Regions from separate parts of the Oryzias latipes genome. Here region 1 is linked to region 2. Evidence: chromatin contacts called from public Hi-C data. All regions are on one chromosome and are shown on one strand. Each heading gives the region's core, a stretch centred on a gene start, on an enhancer-like site or on the middle of the called end of the contact. The rest is flanking DNA. Distances are from core to core; before and after follow the strand shown.

Evidence for each region. A called contact is a pair of places that touch in the nucleus more often than the background predicts.
Region 1: a contact with region 2 is called in a Hi-C map of embryo, with 2.6 times the contacts expected there. The contact joins the enhancer-like site here to the promoter of ncoa3 in region 2. A contact is called at or near these places in 4 of 5 Hi-C or Micro-C datasets (embryo and gastrula embryo).

Annotation. Positions count from the first base shown.
Region 1 is chr7:18,963,304-18,970,930 of ASM223467v1, forward strand. ncoa3 (nuclear receptor coactivator 3) reads left to right here. Exons shown (of 22, transcript XM_011477387.3): 2 at 4,904-5,011; 3 at 7,216-7,376. The coding sequence starts at 4,923. Among protein-coding and RNA genes, the nearest start is that of LOC110015293, 23 kb to the right of the region's middle. Within about 2 kb of position 3,693, at least 5 of the 8 cell types and tissues checked have an H3K27ac peak or open chromatin away from gene starts, as enhancers often do. A contact at or near this core is called in embryo, where this site is marked.
Region 2 is chr7:18,914,935-18,922,162 of ASM223467v1, forward strand. It overlaps ncoa3 (nuclear receptor coactivator 3), which reads left to right and starts at 5,897. Exons shown (of 22, transcript XM_011477387.3): 1 at 5,897-6,152.

The DNA of each region.
Region 1 (7,627 bases), core at 2,443-4,942, 46 kb after region 2:
CCATCATTTTGGCTCCATTACAAAGTAGGCTAAGATGGTTGGCATGGAAACGGTCTGCTGGATTTGGGTTGAGCCGTTTGTCAGTTTCTGGCTGTTGCCACACTCTTGCAACATCCTCCTGACCTGAGACGCATTGTGTGTTTTTCTGAGGCAAATGTGGAAACACACTAATCCAGGTGTTCCTGTGCGTTTGAGGTCTAGAAAGGTTTCTGGAAAAAAGACTGTGGCACCGGTGGCAACGTGGAAATAGAAAACAAGGTCTGCTTTCGTGAAGAGGTGGAGAAAATGAAAGGGTGGTTAGACAGTAAGAAGACAGGAGCAGAAGTGAAATGACTCTTGGTGCCCTACCTGGCACACAGGCTGAAAAAGAGAATTTCTTTCTTTGACAATAGCACACCGGCCCACATAGATGTGCTTAGATTTAAAACCAAAAATAAAAAACCTTTTTCTGTTTTACGCTTGTAGGCTGATGATCCTGCAGATCTATCCAGAAGAGAAATGATATTTAGGAGAACTAAATGAGGTTTGAGATTCTCAAATTAAAGAAAGGAATAAAGAATTATGTTTGTTTTTTTTAGCAGGATACTGGCAGCCGACTCAGCTCTCGAGTTTGAAGGCGGACGATGTTCCGTTAAAGTTCCTAACAAAATATGTACGCCAAAATATTAAAAAGATCAAAACATCTGTAAATTTCCTTTAAAAAAAGACGACCTATTGATTTCATTTTCATAAGATTAACATTTTATTTTTTAATATTATTTAAATATTTAACTTGAAACCTGCAACCCGGCAAAGTTGAATAAAGAGCTGCCAGAATTGTAACACTAAAAATAGTTAAATATGTGTTTGAATTTTTAACGGTCAGGCAAAAGCCTGAAATGATTTACAGTTTTGCTACAAGTTAATACCTTATTTTTTGTTTTTTAATGTTTGTTTTTTTCCAAAAGTACAATGGATCCTGTGAAAAAGTTATTTAAATCACTGAAATGTTGAAAAAAAAAAAGAAAAGTGAAAATAAAAAAAACGTTTGGCTTTTAACTCAATATTTTTTGTAAGTTCTTCATAGATACTTAATTCAATAAAGAAATGAAAAAGTTACCCCTAGACTTTGAGTCTTGACATGGATTTGACACTTATACTAAGCATTTGTATACGTTTGCATATTTTAACTAATGTCTGAGACGTATTTTAGTTTCTACAGCTTTTTTTTTAGCTCAAACTTTATTCCACCTGTCAATCTTGTATCAGAGATATTTTCCTCTTTAAACATTTCTGAGGTACGCCCATTAATGACTGATGCAAAGAGGAAAAAAAAAAGAAAACTTGGGTTTGTTTGCAGGTTTTATATTTCCTAATGTTGCAAAACAATGAAATGCTTCTAGTTTAAAAATCAAAACACGCGTTTGTGTTTCTGCAATGGAGGCAGTGATAGTTTTATTGGTGAAATAGGACACAAGATGATGCAATATTTTAAACCATCGTGGACGTTTGTTTTTACCTGACACATTAGTTTGATTTATTATTTATCTTTTTCTGACTTTCCCTCCCCTCCCTTGATGTCCTTTCATCCCACCAGTGGATCTGCTCTTCACTGGTTCAAACCTGGTGATCCTGAAGGATTCCAGGTTGATTGAGGGGCCGCTGTCCTCACCTGTTCAGTGACCCATTAGGTAGTGTGGGTCAGTGGGAAAGGGGGGGGGTCATTGCGTGAAATCCTTTGGGGTCAAGATCAGGTTTGAAAGCCGGGTCAGCTTCAGAGGCCGAGTTGTGTGCCTCAGAAACGTTTGAAAGCTTTCAAATGCTCAGCTGAGCAGATCAAGAGACCTTCTGCCTGTTGAAGCCATGTTGGAAAGCCCTCTATAGGTTTTCATGGGGAGGCAGGATTGTGAGGATAACATGCAAACTGTCAGAATTTAGGAATGGAAAGAGAGTTTCTATGATGTCCTTAAACATGTGACTTTCAGGTAAAGTTTGGTTTTTACCAACAAATCATTGAGATGTAGCCACTCAGAATTGTTGTAAAGTGTCCCCTTTTGGTTTCCAATTACCCATTAAAAATCCAAGTTTTAGGACTTTAGAGGAGCGCAGCTGAAAGAAGACTTTTTGAAAAGGTGAGGAGACGGTCACAGACGGTTCACTTTTCTAACGACTGTTTACTTGGTGTTGCTTTGTTGTTGTTTTACGCAGCACATATTCCTCCTCTGAGGGTTTCTTTGGGTTATAGAGGAGTTTGCCATGACTCTCCTACATCTAAGACCTGTGCGACTGCATAGTCGTTTCTCTTTAATACCCTCGACTGCAATAGAGCGCCGGTGTGTCTCGCAATATCCTTGAAGCTCGTGCGACCACCTTAAGGGACACCATGAACACGGAACGTACGATTGTCTCGTCTGTCGTAGAAACCTGCATACAGATATGCATGATCATGGGAGTTTATGCATTTATGCGCATTGACATAGATTTTTTCTTTGGAAGTGGTCGCTTGAATGGGCGTTGCCAAGGGTGGGGTGAATGTCGCTTTACCCCAAACTCTAGTCATTAAAAAGGTGCATGTACTGGCTTCTTATTGACGGCACACAAATGCAAGAGGTGTGCAGGTGCATGTGACACGCCTGTAGGATGTCCACACAAGCTTTTTGTTCTGATTGTCTCATTTCTAGCAGTCAGGCTGCACGCAGAGAGCACACACTAACACACAACCTTGATATTTTGTGTGGGGCCACCTACGTGTTCACCCATTTTCCAGACGGCCCGTATCCACCCATGACTAAGGCCTTAATTGCAGTTCATTTACCTGGAGGCCTGAAGTCCTGTCTGCAGTGTGTGACCTCAGTGCCACACACACCTGCATCCATCACCACTGTCCTGCTGCAGGCATATATTACATTATTGCTGATCAGACTAAAACTTGACATGCATGCATATTTTATTATTTTCTTCCAAGTTCCAGTGTGAACTCATTAAAAATCAAGCCCCATTATTTCTTCTTTTTTTTTTTTTTTTTTACATTTTTTATTCAGGCTTTCCGTAATGACTGCCTGCTATTACTGGCAAATTAAGTCTGAAATTGCATTACCCAGGTGCAAGGCATCAAGCCCACACTTATTTTTTTTTAATTTGCCATCTTCATGCCCTGCTCTTTTTCATGTCATGCCGCTCTCCAAACTGCCATCCACCTCTCCGCTTCCCCTCCCCGTGCATCTCCTGCTCGCCGCCCCCCCTGCTGCTGCATTGTGCCCCGCTGCCTCTCTTCCACCAGGCCCCACTGCCTGTAGCGTGTAATTGACTTTCTCCCCGTGCTGGAGGAGCGCGCGGCCCGCGCCAGGCTGGAGGTGACCTATTTCCCTGGGGCATTCAGCAGCCTTCATCAGCCATTCTCTGGGGCAGCCTCATTCACTCTGCAATTAGAGCAGCTACCCCCTTTGAGGACTTCATCAATGGGCGGGCTGGCGGGGCGGTTTGATCGGTGTAGGAGCACAGACGGAGTTTCAATCAAACACTTAGCTCCGGCTCTTGGAGTTTTGAGTCCTCTGACTTTGTTCCTCCCCCTCGCCTCTCCTTTTTTTTTTTTTCTTTTTTTCTTTTTTTTTTTACTTCCTGTGCTCCTCTTCTTCCTGGGAGGTTTCATCAGACAGCAACAAGCGGGGGTTTTGTCTAATGAAGAGCGGCAGACAGGGAGGCAGGTAGGCGTGTACGCAGGATAGCAGACCGAGTGGAAAAAAGGCAAGAGGGGATGCAGATAGGCAGACAAAGGCAGGTACTCTGACAGGAGGGACTTTGTATTGGGGGGGGGGGGGGGGGGGTGCTAGAGGAGAAATGTAAAAGAATCTCAGAGGCAAGATGAAGCAAGAGTTTCTGAGAGCCTCGTGCTTTTAGACTCCCCTGTTGTTACTTGGCGTGAAGACACGTGTCAGATAGTTGGGATGAGGGTTTCTGATGATTACCCCCCCCCCCCCCCCGTCGCTGGCCTGGTTTGTCATAGACGGGGGAGGGGGGCAGTGCTGCATGTAATCAATTAAATGAAAAGCTACAATGGCTGTAAAGGTTGGGGGGGGGGGCACTGAGACTCTCTGTGCACCCAAGATGTTACACCACCACGCACTCTAGCTCCTCCCCCTTTCACCTGTCGCCTTTCTTTCCGATCACTCTCCCCCCGCCTCTTTTTGCTCTGATTACCCTTCATCCTCTCCCTCTGTTTGTGCCGCTTCCTCCCTCCCGTCATCCTGGCGTCCGCTTCCTCCCTCCCTCCCTCCCTCCTTTCCCCGGTGTCAGCTGCTGTCACTGTGGCAAAAAAAAAGAGACCTATCAGTGCACACTTCACACCTCCTCCATCCCTCCCTTTTTTTACTCTTCCCTTCCTTTCCTTTATTTCCCCTCTTCCTTCCTCCCTTCACCCCCCCCCCCCCCAACACAACCTTTATCAGCTCACTTCCTGGAGATGAAATGTGGTGCATTATGGGAGACAGACGGCTGTCTGACGGGGTTAGTTGTGCGCTGAGGCTTATCGTCAGAGACACTGCTAATCCTGAGTGTGTGCCTGCATGTGTGTGTAACACATGTGCTGTTGAACCCCTGCATGCACAGCCCCACACAAACAAACACAACCTTGCATGCTTACTGTTCTCCAAACAGGAGGAGGAGGAGAAGGCCGACGAGACATGTTTATTTTTTCGACAGGCTGTGCCAGGAGAATACGATTTGCATGAAATAAGCGCATTCACTCCACTGTGTGCTGCTCTGCAGCACGCCCATGTGCAGGTTTATTTTCTGCTGGGTTTAAAAGGATGAATGTCTAGTTCCAGTCACAATTACTTTCACAACACCAGCTAAAAGGCTCAGAAGAACCATGGAATCACTTTCTAATGTGTCTTTCCCCGTCTCTGTGTGTGTGTCCCCTCTTCAGGTACTGATATGTGTGCACGATGAGCGGACTCGGGGAGAACTCCATGGAGCCTCTGAGTTCAGAAAACCGAAAACGCAAGCTGTCCACCTGCGACACGCCGGCTCTGGGGTAAGTTATGAGATCAGCACACGAGGACTTAGATGTAGGAAACCAGGCTACTGGGTCAGTGGTTTAACTCCACTCTGGTCCGTGTGGCTGCTGAGCAGAGCGTCAGCCAGCATGAGGAAGAAGTCCAGGACTGCTGATGCAAACTTTAGTACTTAAAGACCCACTCAGATTATCTTTTGATCTACTTTCAAGGCGTTCCTAGTTGCCTTTAATTACACAGCTTTTAGCCAAAATAAAATAAATAACTTGTGTTGTTTTCTGGGACATGGTTTCTGCAGAGCAGCATTAATTCATTTGAACTGAATTGTGGGTTGGACCTTTGGCTTTTAGTGAGCCTTCCCCCACTTCCCATCATCCATCTGTTAACACAGTAGTCCCCAACCCCCGGGCCGCAGACCGGTACCGGTCCGTGGTTCATTAAGTACCACCATGAAAGTGTGGGAAAGGGAGAGGATGATGAGACCTGTGCGATGTCAACTGTTAAGCGTGTCAAAATAAAAGCACAGGGTTCATCTTGTCACGTATTTGATCCTCCATCAACCTAGTATTGCTACAATAATCAGCCGCCTATATTTGAAAGACCGGTCCGTGAAAGTTTGTGTGACGTCATACCGGTCCGTGGCATGAAAAAGGTCGGGGACCACTGTGTTAACACTCTCTCCTGCTAGCTTACAGCCCCTCACACCCCCAACATAACATGTCCAATACAACAAAAATGGCGAGCAACATTGCTCCAGCCTTTCAGTTTTGAGTCAGATGTCAGCTCAAACGAGGAAAAGAAAGACGTACACGGATTTTCCATATTTGTCTGCAGGTGGATGCATCAGAATGGAGCTGAGCAGGGACCATTTGGCCCGCCCTGCATATTTACTAGGTCACACCTATAAGCTTTTTCCAATGGCATTTTTTCATCTGCTCCTGATTCACAACAATTTGAATAAAAAAATACTCAGAAATTAAATTTTAAGCTTATTTTTATTCATATATGTTCTCTAACATGCTGCAAGAACACTTTAAAAACACTAAAAACACAATTTTCATTGGATTGGGTCTGAAATGAAATGTCTGTAATGTAAATTCTTATTCCCGGCCCAGCTAAAGGTTGTTCTCCCAAAATGCCTTACATGATGTTTTAGTATAAACATTTACATAAAAATATATATGCACTCTCAACCATTGGTTAGAAATGAGGAAGCCACCCAAAAAATAAACAGAACATCTTTTAGAAGAAAATGTAAGTCCAGAAAGCACATGTTTATTTACTTGAAGAACGGTTTTTATGAAATTGTCCATCAATTAATAAATATGAAATAAAGGCATAAATACAGATTAATGTCAATTTGATGACATGTTTCATACTTGCACTTTTTTTTGTGTTTTTTTTTGTATTTGTACTTTTGCAGATAAACCACTGAAGTTAGCACTTTTAAGAAAGTTTGGACACCTTCACATATGAAAGTCATCCATCTATTCATCCGTACATCTGTCTTCAAAAAGATCTCAGAGCTTGACTCATTGGTTAAAGTTGTCATTTTTATCCTAATTTCCCCTCTTTAAAACTACTCATAAAATCACAAATAAATAAAGAAATAAATTTGCCTTCAAGTGTGACATCAGTGCAGACGGAGAAGGATAAAGAAAGATATCGCTGTGTTTGAAATACCTGGTCAAGCACTTTTGGTGAAGAGATGTTGGCCACTAGAAATGTCAGAGGAAATTTGAGGGGAAGAAAGCCTTTAAAGTGACTGTACATCAGTTTATCTAGTTTTATCGACACAGGGGGACAACATTTAGGTTCATCTCTGTCATCAAAACAGCATCTCAATTTCAATGTCAAACATTCAAAGGGATCAATTAAGAGACCTTTTTTATACCAAAAACATGAGTCTGTTAAATTTAATATAAAAAAGCAAGAAAACTGAAGGATAAAAGTATCCCTCAAACTAAAACTTAAAGGTTTGGGTTGAAAAAGCATTTAGAAGTCCTTATAATGGAGGAAGATGCTGCTATTTACTAATTTAAAAAATGTACTCAAACATCTGTCTTTTGAATTGTTAAGGAAAGCTTGAGGTGAAATCTTAAAAAACTGAACAAAAAGAGCAAAATTGAATACTTAAACTTTCCTGCAGTCCTCTTCACAGCAGACTATGTGGTTAAAAACAGAGGAGTGGTAGTTTCTGATGTTTGTGGGTCGCTTCTCGCAGTTCTGAGAGGAAGCGACGGGAGCAGGAGAGCAAGTACATCGAAGAGCTGGCCGAGCTGATCTCCGCCAACCTCAGCGACATCGACAGCTTTAACGTCAAACCGGACAAATGCGCCATCCTGAAGGAGACGGTGCGGCAGATCCGGCAGATCAAGGAGCAGGGTGAGCAAAAGTCGGAATCCGGAAAGGTTAACGGACGCTGCTGGGTTGAGTTGAAATGTAGCATGCATTTCCCAGGCATGCTATAACGCCCCATAAAGAGCCCAGCTGCAAGGACAAACCATTCCCTCCCCACAAATTTCACAGAACTGAGTGTTTGTGTGGAAACATTGGCATTAGCTTGTCATGTGTGTGTCAGGAGCATGCACAGCTGTGTGCAGGCCTCGCCGAGGGATTTTTAATTGGACATTTGC
Region 2 (7,228 bases), core at 4,647-7,146:
TTCTTCCCCCTATCCAGGACCAGGTCACAGGGGCTGCAATCTGAGCAAAGAAGCTCAGACTTCCCTCTCGCTGCCCACTTCGTCCAGCTCCTCTGGGGGAATCCTTAGGAATTCCTAGGGATTCCCCTGGGTCTTCCACAGGCTCACTGCCCGGTGGGACGTGCCCAGAACACCTCCCCAGGGACACGTCCAGGAAACATCTGAACCAAATGCCTGAGTCACCTCAACTGGCTCCTTTCAATGTGGAGGAGCCCCACTGTGAAATTCCACCTTAACGTGGTGGGGGAGTTTGAGAGCTTAGCTCCCAGTAGAGTCTAGAAGCCAAGCTGCCTGGGGCTAACTCCCCCGGTAGGGTCTCCATGGCAGACAAGTCCTTGGGGATGAGCAGCACACAAAAACCCTTTTGGGTAGACAAAATCAAGATTCAGATTGAGGTCATCGAGCCTGGGGTGGGGGCTCACGGGAGCACCTGGTGGCTGTGGCCCTCCCCATGGACCCACCTAATGGGATGATGTGGTATCACTCCCTTGTGGGCCCACCACCCACAGGAAAGCTCAAAATGGGGTGGTGTAATGTAGTCTGGGTGGCAATCAAAGGCCTCTGTGACCTGACCCTGGTCATTATATCTGGCTTTTGGGATTAAAAAAATGCCACTTATGTTTTGTTTTTGCTGTACTTTCTTGAGGTCATCAGGTACACCCAGTAGTACACTCCATACACCCTATTGAGGACTACATTGCTTTGGTATATTGATTATTTCAGGTGAGGTGTCAAAAATGAACATGACATTTAAAGTTAAATGGCTTCTTGATCCATTGACAGGTTGTAGAAGTTTGTAAAAATACTTTTCTCATAAAATATATTTAAAAAACCTTTTGATGTGTAGAATTCAAAGTTTGGAAACAAAGCACCATTCAGGGTAACGGGGCTGACGGGCAAAGGTTAGAATGGCAAGATCTGTTGATTGTCGTGTTGTGCAGAAATGTGATTTATCTGCAAAAATGTAATACGTGCCTTTAAAATAAAATCAAGCCATGCACACAGGAAGATGTTTTAATCTTAGAACTCATTAAATATTTTAGTTTTTTTATTTACTTGTCTCATGTGTTCAACCATTCAGAGAGCACACTAAAACTCATCCTTAACAAATCAAGAGATTAAGGTGGATAAACAGATTTCACAGAGATAATACTCACTAATGACTACTCTTACAGCACATTAATGCTGGAGCGGACAAAAAAAATCACTTTTCATCTTCAAATATAATAAGCTTGTTTGCTTTTTTATGTCCTTGTTTTCCAATTAACTATAAAGATTCAATTAATGCTGAGCTTGGTGTCAGTCATCCTTAAAATCGGAATGCTGACCTGTCTGCCTCAATATACAGCAGTTAGACTTATTATCAGAGTGCAGCTGATCATGAATAGTGTGTACCTAAAGGACACAGAAATATATGTTAGAAACAGGTCTGTATTCAATAAAATTGAAAAGCTGTTATTACCTTAACACCTTGGGACCTAAAAATGTTTGTCCTGAATTTTTGATACCAGAGAAAAAACTCAAACATTTAAAGACCCACTCTGGTGGTGGTTTTTTAACATGTTTTGTGGCATTTTTTAAATGATGATCCTAAAATGTGTTGCGCTAACCAACTGACTGACCACTCACCAAAGGAACCAGTTTATCTACCAGACAGAACTGAGGTCTTTGGCCTTCTCTATGGGAGTGTTTAAAGCACACAGATGTCTCACCAACAGTTCTTGTGTCAAGACTGTACATTGTCTTGAACTAAAATTGTTACTAAATCCTTTACATCCTCTGTTCCAAAGTCTATAGACTCTTGAAACTGGAGGTTTCGGTTCATTTGTGACTCATCTTGAAAGATGAGTAATTACAAACCCAGAGACTTTTAAATTCTGATCAAGCTTGTTTTCATGCCGTCCGACTTACCTCCCCTTTGAGTCTTTCTTTTTCTCAATGTTCACATCAAAATAGTGCAGTTTCATCTGGCTTTTTATTTCTATTCTATTGAACATCAACACTTCTTCCTGTCCTTCATCACACCTACAATTTCACACTTTCCTTCTCTCTCCTCTTTTTCTCCACTTTGTGTTCTTTAACACCTTTCGGTTTTCCCTCTTTTATCGTTCTCCTCTGGTAATAGGCACATCTATCATAATATGTGATCATGTCCTCACGCCTTCACCAACTGCCTCCAACTAAACTCCGCAATCTCATCATCTCGTCTCGCTTCCCTCTTCTTCGTCTTTCATTCCCACTATTGTCGACTCAACAGGGTCCTTATTCACTTTGCATGTGTCCATGCGCCTGCACGTGAATCTGTCCGTCTTTCAGGGCTCCTTTCTGCCTGGAATCTCCATGGTGATGGGTTTTGGTGCTATCTGTTCCTGCCTTGTGAGTGTTGGCAGCAGTCGGAGCGCCTCTCTGACGTGTCCCGGTTCATAGGCCACGCAGTTCCGACGTCACCGCTGAACATTGACCCTTCCAGCTCGCATATGGAGCTCACGTATGGGACTCATCTATAAGATAGGTGGCCTGAAGGAGTCCTTCAGTGAGACAAAGTCTGCTCAACAAAGGCTCATTCCAGGGAAAAAACTGCAGGATGTGGGGCCACATTTCAGCTTTTGCAACTGCAACAATCTGTTACAAAGACTTGCTTTAAGTTTATTAATACTGTTTTAAATTTCACAATAAAAGCAGCAAACGAAAACAATTCTGTCACAGGTTTTCTTTCATTGGGAAGCTTCCACGTCTTTTCCTCATGTTGTTAGACCAGATTATCACAATATTTTGTGGTTCATTGACACAAATTACATGTTACTTTCAACTATGAGCGGCAGTTTAGCTCAGGCAGGTCGTCCAACAACCGAAGGGTTGGCGGATTGATCCCCGCTCACCCCAGCCAGCTGTTGCCCCCTGAGCGCGGCTAGTCTGCAGCTCGCCGCTCCCCCCAGGGGATGGGTCAATATGCGGAGAAGAATTTCCCCATCGTGGGGTAAATAAAGTATCAATTCTTCTTCTTATTATTATTATTATAAAATCAAAAATAAAATCTTTTTTCAAAATAAACCTGGGCTGAATTTTTTTTTTAATGAAAAAAGAAATAATTTGTAAGTGAGTGCTAGATTTATTTTTCGTGCAAAATAAGAGATAAAATATAGCTGATTAAATTTTTCTTTTTTAATATATTGCTCCTCAAACAAAGACCGATATGTGGTCTGACATGCATGGATAATTTTAACATTACAATTACTTTTCCACAAAATCATGATAATAACGCCTATAACTGTAGATCAACAATGAAATAGTGTTTGGAGAAGTTGGAGCGCTTTGCAGGTAGAAATGACATTATACGTATAAAAATGTGTCTTTGATTTTTTTCCAGCAGAAAATATGGTCTCTTCAAGTTGCTACGAGAATCATGTTTTTTTTCTTCTGCTTTTTCTTAAACTAAAATACATTTTTCCCTTTTTTAAAATAATGTTCTGTTGAATGACTTTCACATTTGGCATCCACAAAGGATAAATGTTAAAACAAACTTTCCAAACACCATTTTTTTGGTCAAAGTCTAACATGTTGGCTGTTATGTGTTTTTTTGTTAATGTTGTAGTATTTTTTTAAGGAAAGTGTGGAAATAAAACTACTTTTTCCAGAAAGTTCTCAACTGATGATGGCATTTATGAAGTTTTGAAAACAGGAACAAAAGGGGCGAATATAAAGATAGCTTATCTTATCTTTCACTGCAAATTTAGCATTCAAACTGATTTGTCACATTCGATTAAAAAACTGTAATGAATCATGTACGACCCAAAATGCAGGAGACCGGTCATGGAGAAAGAATCTTAAAACTGGAATGATTAGAGAAACATCTGAATTTCAATATGAAGAACAAAAGGAGAAACAAAAGGCATGACAACAGCAGACAGAATGGAACTTAAACGAAAGCCAGATTCTTCAACCATACTGAGGATAATAATTAACTAACCGAAGAAAGCTTTGGATAAATGAGCAACTTAAATCTGATATGACTTTGACAAGGGAGAAAACATCAAAACAGAATTTAACCTGAATCCAAAGAACACAACTAAAGGAAATAAAACCAAAGTAATGGGAGCAATCCTCATAAAATCTGCAAATATCACAACAACTTTGACTCTGGATAACTAAGTACTTCTGGGTTGATAGAACCAAAATCTGATAGACATTGAGAAACCACAATATTATTTTGGGCAATGATAGAAAAATGAGGGCTAAGAAACACAGAACTTGTTTTCTATGCTTTCATTTTCTCTAAGTGTGTTTTATTTGTTAATTTCTCACATGACATGCGATATGTTCACTGTTATTCTTTCCAAAGAGTCAAAGGGGGCAATTTGCTTCTAGGGAAAGTAAAACTCTTCAGGGTGGAAAAAATCCAAGCCTTTTTTAGTCTTATTCATATCAAATCTTTTAGAGCTGTGAAAATTCTGCTTAAATAAAAAAAAGCCTCTTGTTTCTTTATTTAAAGGTTTTATTTCCATGATTCCAATTTCTTATTCTTGTTCCTCCTTCTTTTTCCTTCTTTACAGATAAGCAGCATGGCCCGTTTGGGTGATCTGATGGAATGGCTTCGTCCAAAAATGTGAGGACGGATTTAAGGTGCCTGGTCATCATCTGTGGATGTATTCGTGTTGATGAGTAATTTGAGGTGTTTTTAGTGGGGCTAAATGATGGTGGGAGCGGCTATCAGAAAAAATAGTGTTTCGCAAGCCATTTTGACCGATTCCTGACTTTTCACTCTTAATTTCCACCCTCCATTTTGAGTTTGAGACAAGCCAGGAAGAACTATGTGTTGCAGTTCCACCATTAACCACTGGGGGTTGGTTGCAGAAAAGAGCAATTCACCATTGACCTCCCTGGTACACTGCCTACATGCATTCATGATTCAGTAATCTGTTTTGGATTCATAAGGATTTCTTTGATAAATATGTGTGAGAAGCACAGTTGAAAATTTTCTTAAACTAGATGTTTACATTTTTTCTAGCTCAATTTGGTGCAAATTATATTTATGAGAGAAGCTCCAAACTCTACTTTTACACTGTCTTTTTGCCATTTTTGCAACATCGTTAAAGCAGATGCAAGAAACTTTATTCGTCAACTCACTTTAGGCTTCATTTTCACTCTCCAGAAATGGGTGATGTCATAAATCAGGCATGTCCAAAGTCTGGTCTGTGAGCCTTATGCAGCCTGCATTTAAATGTCCACCTTCCGTTGTGAATTGAATTGACTGTTATGATTGTTGATCAGGGGCTCGTAAATAAAAAACAACAAACATTTTCTTTATTTTATTTCTGGTCCTTAAATATAAAATTCACAGTAATTTTGGTTAAAATGTAATTCGTTTTTCTTCTTTGTGAAAAAATTAAATGTATTCCATTGCAATAAAATATTCATTTGGTTTATTAATTTGCATTTAATGTTGTTAAATTAAGGGTTCAAAGAACTGGATGGTTTGCCCTCACAGATTTTCACCTCACCAAATCTGGCAACCTTTAATCTAAATTTTCATGTGCAGTATGTAAAAACATTAATACAGAAAATTTGTTTACACATATGTGTTTAAAAATGCGTGTCTTCAAAATGTAAGGTAAACTCCCCGTCATGCAAATTATTGTAATGAAAATCTGCCGAAGTGCCAAACTAAAGGTTTAAACGTTTTAGCCTCTCGTCTAATGAGTGAAGTCTTGTTTCGTGAACGTTCCTCCTGGCTTTGCCGCCATTGGAGTCTGATTGTCATGTCGCTCGGCGCTTAAATAATCATTCACACGCTGCCAACGTCTCTCTCGTCGCTGACATCCGTCTACAGGCAGCGAGACAGACGGTGCTGCTCCCCCGCCTCCCCTTCTCCTCCCCCGTGCGGTGGTTGTCCCTGCCTGTAGTCCAATTCCGCGGTGGACGCAGTCTGTTTGCGGGGCGGGCATGTTCCTGGGGAAACTCGTTTACCCAGAAGCCCACGCACCACTTCAACTTAGAGACCAGGCTTCCTCGGGCTTCGGCAGCGTTTCCCATTTAAACAAACAGTGACGAAGATGGCGGAGAGTTAATGGTGTAAAGAAGAAATTATCGATCCGGGAGAGAGACGCGGGAGCCAGGTAAGACAGCGTCGCGTGCTCGCGACAGCGTGGCCACTTTAAGCCCGGTTCGGTTTGGCTTTGCAGACACAGAAATGAGAGTTCGGGCTCCTCGCGCAGAGAGGTGCAAGCGTAGCAGAGGCATCGGTGCGTTAGGGGCACAGTGCATGACAGTGAGGAATCATCAGCTCGTCCGTGGCTGTGAAGTGCACGTCCAGGTGCAAGTGTCATTCGGTGCCGAGATGCACGAGGCTGTGGCGGAGCTGGTCCCGTTCGTTCGGCGTTGTTCACGGCGGAGGGCAGGAGCGATTCTGGCTTAGAACAACACGGGGAAGTTTTGCGATAGGACCCACTGTGGAGAGTTGAGACGAGAACGTAACACATGGTGATAGTAGTGGCTGTCTCGTTCCCTGGAAACGGCGCTGCCGCATCGCGAGCGCAATCGGACCGAAATGTTTTGGTCGCGCGGGTTCAACAAGCAGAAGAATCCCCGTGCGTCGTTGTGCATCATGTTCGATCCTAATTGTCATTTATTTTAGAGGGGCTGAAGCGCATCGCTGTCTTATGTTGGAGGGGGGCTACTGTGTGCAAAAAGCCTCGATGTTTTAAAGTGGGGGACACACATTAATTCATATTGCTTTCCCCCACGAGGAACCCTCAGTCTCCTTTCTTCCCCTCTAGTTCTGCTCCCTGCAATGATGTGGCCACCTCGCCTGCAGGGGGCAGCACTGAGGCCCTGACAGCTGAGCCGGTCAAAGCTCACGTGGAGCTTAAGGCCAATCAGTGGTACTTTATAAAATCATGAGCCACTCTAAACTTTGTCTTATGAACTACATTATAGACTTTCCCCTTATCAACTTTAAATCACCTGTTTTCTTATATTTCTAAATGGTATTGCAGTGCTTGCTTGCTGACATAATGTCAGCAGCAGATATTATAGGATGCTTTTAGTTTGACTGAATTTACAAAGTTTCCTAAATCTAAATAATAGTTTGGATTTAATTTTATTTTAAAATGTATCTCTTATTTTTTATGTTTGAACTGTATGGGTCCCTATAACATTTAGCATAAAAACGAACTAACCTACAAGTTTAGTT